Regions from separate parts of the Sus scrofa genome. Here region 2 is linked to region 1. Evidence: chromatin contacts called from public promoter capture Hi-C data. All regions are on one chromosome and are shown on one strand. The core of a region is the stretch at or near the end of the contact, and the rest is flanking DNA. Distances in the headings are between cores, read along the strand shown. Region 1 holds the start of SZRD1 (SUZ domain-containing protein 1). Region 2 holds the start of SDHB (succinate dehydrogenase complex iron sulfur subunit B).

What was found. Promoter capture Hi-C pulls out the DNA fragments that hold promoters and counts their contacts.
Region 2: a promoter capture Hi-C map of liver shows a contact between it and region 1, with 2.4 times the contacts expected there. The contact joins the promoter of SDHB here to the promoter of SZRD1 in region 1. A contact is called at or near these places in 1 of 5 promoter capture datasets (liver), 6 of 47 Hi-C or Micro-C datasets (embryonic fibroblasts, heart right ventricle, liver and 1 more) and 1 of 2 datasets of contacts at active chromatin or transcription factors (alveolar macrophages).

The regions. Positions count from the first base shown.
Region 1 is chr6:75,457,759-75,461,462 of Sscrofa11.1, forward strand. SZRD1 (SUZ domain-containing protein 1) reads left to right here and starts at 1,366. Exons shown (of 4, transcript XM_005665044.3): 1 at 1,366-1,487. The coding sequence starts at 1,437. It overlaps LOC100522143 (a long non-coding RNA gene), which reads right to left and starts at 1,199. Exons shown (of 2, transcript XR_303959.3): 1 at 315-1,199. LOC110255192 (a long non-coding RNA gene) reads left to right here and starts at 1,944. Exons shown (of 2, transcript XR_002344914.1): 1 at 1,944-2,020.
Region 2 is chr6:75,676,367-75,679,979 of Sscrofa11.1, forward strand. SDHB (succinate dehydrogenase complex iron sulfur subunit B) reads right to left here and starts at 1,745. Exons shown (of 8, transcript NM_001104953.1): 1 at 1,674-1,745. The coding sequence starts at 1,745.

The DNA.
Region 1 (3,704 bases), core at 116-2,615:
TCAGGTATACTGTCATAATTCCCCATTTTGAAAGGGTTTTTTTCTCAGGATGACCACAGCAAAATGACATAAAACAGATATATTAGAAGTGTGGCTGTGGTCATCCAATAGTTAACCCCAATTCCTAATAAACAAAATAGTTAGACAAATCCAAAGGCCTGGGACTCTAAACCCGATCTTTTGAGTACCTCAGCCGCTGTAACCTTTTATACTGTCTCCCTTAGACAGTATAGGGATTGTGAGTCTAACCCACAATCCTGGTGAAATTATATTAAACAATTTAGGCACAAGCGCAGTTAAACGAGGTTACTCACCCAAAAGATCCAGGAGCTGTTTCTTTCCCCAAAAGTGAGTAACGTAGAGAAGCCTGGAGCGCCGCAGCGGCGGGAAGCAGGAACCCGACAGCCAAGCCTCTAGACAAATTCAGTCTAGGTGGCCACTCAGGGTCGGTGGCGAGGGCCTACACCCAGCCGGGGGCTACAGTGCCTCAGACAGGCGATCGCAAGACCTTGGTCCCTTCACCGTCGCCAGAAATTCTTACCAGAACGGACCATGTTCACTGCCTGGCGCCCTTAGAAGCCAATACTACGGCACCAACTTTTGAGAAAAGAAAGAGCTTTATTGCGAGGTAGCAATAAGGAGGCAGGAGGCAGGGCTCAAATCTGTCTCCCCCGTCCCAGCCAGGGTTTGGGGCAAAATTTAAGGGTTAGGGAAATTTCAAAGTTGGCACAAGTTGATTGGCTAGTTTTCAAAGCAGTCCATATATGGTAAGCAAGGTACGGTGGGGGGCTGGAAACCGGATTTTCCTCCACAAAAGACTTCTTGCTACGCCTGGTAAAGGATTCCGGGGGCAACATTTCTATTTGAGTTCCCTAAACTGAAGATTCTTAGTTCCGGGGTCCTCCTGGAAACAAGAGTTCCCATCTCGCACATGAGCAGTGCTGCCTCTATAAAATACCTCAAAGTCTGATTAATCAACAACCTATTTAAGGAGTCAAAACCAGTTTAAACTGGACAGTGTTATGTCCGCTATTTCACTTTGTCGAGGTATACATATGTTTTCAAAATTTTGGAAAAAACCATAATCTGCAGCTTAGGAAACTACACCTTAAAAGAAAAAAAAGAGTAATTTCCTGCCCTTGGAAAAGATGGTTCTAAAGAACACACTTCCCATACTAAAGAGGATGACTTCACAGGGACTCCCATTCGGCAAGAGAAATGACACATTGCCCTTAAGAAAAATGGCAACTTTATGCTTTCCCTTTTCCAAGATGGCTTCCTTGACGTTCCTGGGCCTTGGCCTGGAGCCTCTTCCGGGCTTGACAGGGGGCGGGGTTCATTGAGCAAAGCCCTGCGTGCCGGCGCCCGCGACCAAGGCGCGCTTCAGGACGCAGGCGCGGGGAGGGGGTGGGGGAGGAGGGAAAGCGGCGAGTAAGATGGAAGATGAGGAGGTCGCTGAGAGCTGGGAGGAGGCGGCAGACAGCGGGGTAAGGAGGAGCCGCCGCCCCGGGGCTGGGCCGGGCGGGACCTGGCGTGAGGAAAGCCTCGGGGGAGCGGGTCTGGGGATGGTTCTCCCTGAGGAAGGGCCCCACACGCCGGGCCGGGGGTGAAGGAGAGGCCCCCGGTTCCTGAGCTCGGTGAAGGCCTCTTAAAGGGGCCACGTTCCATTTCTCCCTGCACTTTTGCCTGGTGCTCTTCCTTCCACTCCCTACTCCCTACCGGCGTGCGCGTCATCCGGGGCGCCCCACCCGCCACTAGGACCTCTTTTCCTGGCGCCCGCTAGCCCGCCCCAGGCGCCTTTGACCCGACTCCTCTTTTCCCTGTCGGTCCCCTGTGCAAAGCACCATTTTAAAGTTCATGTGCTCCGACTAGGAGCGACACACCACTTGGCGGGGGCGGGGGGTGGGGGGAGGGAATGCGCGGACCCAGGAGGCAAATCTGGCCCCGGAGAAGAGCAAGAGGAAATCGAGTCATTTCTGGGCATGCTAAAATCCCCCACCGCTTTGCGTCATCCGCCACGGTGGGCGAGTCTGGGTTTTTCCTCTTTTAATTTTACTGAGCGCTCTGGCAGGCTGGTCTCCCGGGGACCCTGCCGGAACAACCGAAAGCCTAGCGGCCAGCCTTTCTCCCCGAGGCGCACCCAACGATCCGATCACCGGGGAAGGGTCTCGCAGAGTGATTGCCGGGGTCGAGGGGGGAGGGGTGTGATATGTAAAGTAGCTGCATTCCTGGGAAGGGAGGGGAGAAATGGACCGTTCGACTTTGCTTTTCGGAGTTTTGTTTGCCTCCACAAGCTGTAGGAAACATACTCTGTTTCAAGCCGGAATAGTCAGTTCTATTAGGTTCGCGTTTAATTTGGTTTTCTCAGAGTTTGCGGTTCTGTGGTGATCCTTGTGAAGGTGGGGAGATGTCTTTTTGGTTTTGTCCTCCTCGTGTTCATTGTTCAGTTCTGGCTCGAGTGACATCCACCTTGAAGGTTTATGTGTCGGGAGTAGGGCGTGGAGAGCCGAGTGTTACCGGAATAGAACAACAGAAGGTGGGTTTTGTTTTTGTTTTTTTCATCAAGCTCCTTTGAGGGTGCTTGTCAGCGCTTGAAGAGACCAAGAAATGGATGCACTCCCTTAACATTCCCTTAATGTTGAAATTTTGACTTTGAAGTTTTTGCTGGTGGTGGTTCAAGCATTTCTCTCAAGGTGTTTTTTTCCCCACTTAGCATGATTGAGGATTTGAAGAATTGATTTCGTTCAGGAGGTATTTTGTATAGTTCTTACGGGCCAGCCATCTTTCTTGGATTTGTGGCTTGAGTAGGGAGAGCAATCGAAAGATTTTATAGAGGGCAACAGGTGTCAGCTAGGTATTTTTCAATCAACAAACATTTAGGAGGTCTGCCATGTGCTAGACAGAGTGCTTAGCAGTAATTTTGTGCTAGAGAATTCACAATCTCTGCCAGAGGCGTTTATTGGCGCCTGCCACAGGTGTGAGTGAATCATTCAGGACCCTTCATGCTGCTCCCTGCAAAAAAGTTTGGTTTACAGTTGGAATGACTCAAATGATAAGTTTCTTGAGCATCTTGTCCTTTCTTTGTTTTTTTCTCACTTGTTTCAAAGGGACATAAGTTTCTGACATTAAAGAAGAAGAAAATGAGAAGAACAAAAATGAATGTAGGGTTCAGAAACTGAGGATTGCTTTAGTTTTTCAGAACAGGTAAGCTGCTTAAAGAACAGCTAGCCCACTCCCGCACTTTATAGCTAAATGGACACCAGAGATGTAAGATTTAACCTCAAATATTCTGTAAATAGTCTTTTTGCTTTTAGTATGACAGACACTTACCTGATATAAAATTGCCCCCTTTACCTGTTCTCCCAAGGAGATACATCTTCAATCAAAGGACAATTCAAAAAAATATAACTTGCATTCCATCAAGGAAATGCTTCTTTTTTGTGTGTGTGTTTTTGGTTTTTTAGGGCTACACCCACGGCATATGGAGTTCCCAGGCTAGTGGTCTAATCTGGAGCTGTAGCCGCCAGCCTACACCACAGCAACAGCAGCATGGGATCTGAGCCAGGTCTGTGACCCACACCACAACTCAGGGCAATGCTGGATCCTTAACCCACTGAGCAAAGCCAGGGATCGAACCCGCAACCTCATGGTTCCTAGTCATATTCATTTCTGCTGCACCATGAAGGGAACTCCAAGGAAATGCG
Region 2 (3,613 bases), core at 495-2,994, 220 kb after region 1:
CAGCTCTAGAGGCAATGAGACACACAACTGAAAGTCTGTGGTATTTGCCCTTGGGGAGTACACAGTCTAGAGGAAGAAATGAGGCAACATAAACAACAGTTAATACACTACAGTTCAATACTCACAGGCAGAACTGTGGTTCAGTGGTACAAACAAAAGCATGAGGAATTCAGAAGAGATCTCCCACTGTGTCCTAGACTCTTAGGAACCAGAGTATACCCGAAAGTAGTACACCAAGCTCATTACGGATTCTATTCAGGTGGATTATGATGATGTCACTATTTATGGATGTGAATATATTTTCCTACACGGGGGTGTGAGTGTAATTTATTTTCTTTGCCCTCAGGAGGCCCTACAGTGGCTTCACCTGGAATTACAACACTGACCTATGAAACCAACTTTCTCTGTAATTCATTCTTGGAGGAGGGACCTGAGCTTCAGAATGCACTCTCATTGGTGGGACTCTCACAACCTAACTGCTTGCTCAGCAAGTATAAAAGAGCTGTAAACAAGGTCATTATCAATCACCAATTTAACGCTCAGCTTAAGATGCTGGTAGGCAGTTTTCATCCCCAGCCCTACTTCTCAGAAGGCTGCGAGATGACCTGTCTGAGTTCACATAGAGCATATTGCAAAGAGCTGGTGTTAGAAGACTGGCCATATGCCAGCGAATATGTTCTCATGGAGGTGCAGGAAGAGGAGGGGAATTCATAATTCTTGTACCTCTATTGTGGGCAGATCTATGCTAGGAGTTTTTCACATACAAAGATCAAAACACTGGGGTCTGGTCCTGGATCAACCCATTCTTGGCTGTGATATTTTGAACAAGTAAAAAAACAAACACAAAAAAACCCAAAACACCACTTTCTGAGGCCTCAGTTTTCCAAACTCTAAAATGGAGGTAAGAATTCCTGCTTGTCCATCTTACAGGGTTTTTTCAGGAGCCCAAAGGACGAAAAAGATTTGAAAGGGATTTACATACACAAATTGCGATGGCAATTTCCCTTCCTCCCATTTTGAATGCAGATCACAAGTGTGTAGCTTCCTGACAACTCAAGGGATGCACCCTGAAGAACGTAAATAAGAGCAGTGCCAAGCTCGATAAGGTCGGTACGCCCTTTACAGGTAGAGATTCAGAGCGGATGACTCTGCTTTACGAAGACTCATATCCTCAGGGCATCAAGCGGATTACCTTCCATTTTTCTGTTCCCTTGGCCCCAACAATTCACCCGCCCTTTCCCTCTTTACTGAGCACCCTGGAGGAGTGACCTCGCCTCCCAGTTTTATCCTTAGCGCTCCGGCAGGTCTGTCTTTCCCAAAGGAGTCAGAAAAAGGGCTCGGAGGCCAAATGGTCGGATTCGAATTATGCTTCCCAACAGACACTCGCTCGCCATGTGACCTTGGGCAATTCCAGTTCCCTCTCCGAACTTCTCTTTCTTGTGTCTAAAAAACCCTCTCCGCCCTGACCAATTCACGGGCTGCAGAAAGGTGCAGAAAGATAACCGGCAGGAACGCTCCCGACCAGAGTTAGAGCACTGCGCGGGTGGGAGCGGGTTGTCCTCCTCGAGGCCTGGCCCTGTGCTCCCTCAGCCCTTCCGCTGCCCTCCCCACTGCAAGCCGTCTCCGTGACCTTCATGCCTGGCTCGCCCCCTCCGCCCGGGGCGGGTGCTCACCTGCAGGCAGGCTCCGCCAAGGGTTGTGGCCGGGAACCAGCGTTTCAAGGAGACCGCGACCACCGCCGCCATTTTGGTTTCTGACGTCGAGCCCCACCCCTTCACCCCGAGGGCACTCTCCGCCGCTGTCCCACCGAGCACCGCGGCGCCGAGCCAGCGTCCACCGAGGACCCGCTAGCTGCTCAGAACCACCGAGTGGGAGGTGGCTTCCGGTTTCCCGAGTGGGTGGAGGGAAGGCGGAGAAAGCCTGCAAGAACGGGCGTAGTTGCCGTGGGCCGGACGCATGCCCACTTAGTCTCCCGCGTTCGAAGGTGACCTTCCCAGAGGAAGGGGCGGAGCCAGGGAGGGAGGGCCGTGGTAAGGGGTGGGGCTACAGCCTAAGTGGGCGGAGCCATTCGATCTTCGTCCTCTCCCGATTTTTAACCCCTTTCTTCCTGAAAATTTATCTATCATGTCACTCAACTGCGGTTTGCCCGAGACTGACCGGGTTTCAGCACTGCTGCCTCCCAAGAAACCCCTCAGTCCGGGGCAAATCAGGAATGTTGGAGTCCGAGGGGACTTCAACGATCAAGGGCAAAGGTGTCATTCATTCAAAAATACGTATGGAGCACCACTATGTGCCAGGTGCTGGGTACTACAGTGCGTGAGCAAGCCGGGCACCGGTGCCGCCCTCACCAAACTTACCAGACAATTGTAATACGGTAAGTTCTGTTCTGTAAAAGAGGAGCGAGAAGGGAACCCAGGATGGCTCAATCAGTCAGTTAGCGTTAGAAACCATTTCTTGAACACCTACTATGTGCCAAGCATTATGATTCATCTTAATACTCAAAGCAGTCTTTTTATGAAAGAGGTGTGCGTATTTTAACTTTTCTTCTTTCTTTTTTTTCTTTTTTGACTTTGCCTGTTTTAGGGCCGCACCCGCGGCATGTGGAGGTTCCCAAGCTAGGGGTCTGAGCCGCATCTGCAACCTACACCACAGCTCACGGCAACGCGGGATCTTCAACCTACTGAGCAAGGCCAGGGATCGAACCCACAACCTCATGGTTCCTTATTGGATTTGTTAACTACTGAGCCATGACAGAAGCTCCTTAACTTTCTATTTCAGTCATATCAGCTGCTTTATCCAGACCTCTGCATGGGTTATCTCAGAGCCCACCTCACTCTGGGAACTCAATTACCTGGGCAGGTGTGGCTTTTGTCCTTCCTGTCTCAGTCTCTTCAGTCAGCTCTGGCAGTTTATGTAGTTAGCTAACTTTGCAGTTCCCTGTATCTCCCAGGATGATGTTTTCCCTTCTTGGCCCACTTGCTTTTGTTTTGTTTTTGTTTTTGTTTTTTAGGCCTCCCCATAGCATCCCTGGCCAAGGATCAGATTTGAGCCACAGACGTGACCTACGCTGCAGCAGTGCTGGATCCTTAACCCACTGTGCCGGGCTGGGGATTGAACCTGTGTCCCAGGACTCCAGAGATGCTGCCAATCCCCATGAGCCACGGAGGGAATTCCTGCCCACTTGTTTTCGACATATAAAAGTCACCTTTTAAAAGAATTGAGGTTAGGAGTTCCCGTCGTGGTGCAGTGGTTAACGAATCCGACTAGGAGCCATGAGGTTGCAGGTTCCATCCCTGGCCTTGCTCGGTGGGCCTGGGATCTGGTGTTGCCGTGAGCTGTGGTGTAGGTCACAGACGTGGCTGGGATCCTGTGTTGCTGTGGCTCTGGCGTAGGCTGGCTACAGCTCCAATTAGACCCCTAGCCTGGGTACTTCCCTATGCTGCGGGAGCAGCCCTAGAAAAGGCAGAAAGATCAAAAAATAAATAAATAAAAGAATTGAGGTTGTAGTTGATGTACAATATTATGTTTCAGGTGTTAAAGATTATGTTCCATTTATAGTTATTATAAAATATTGGGTATATTTCCTGTGTTGTACTCTATATCTTTGCAGTTT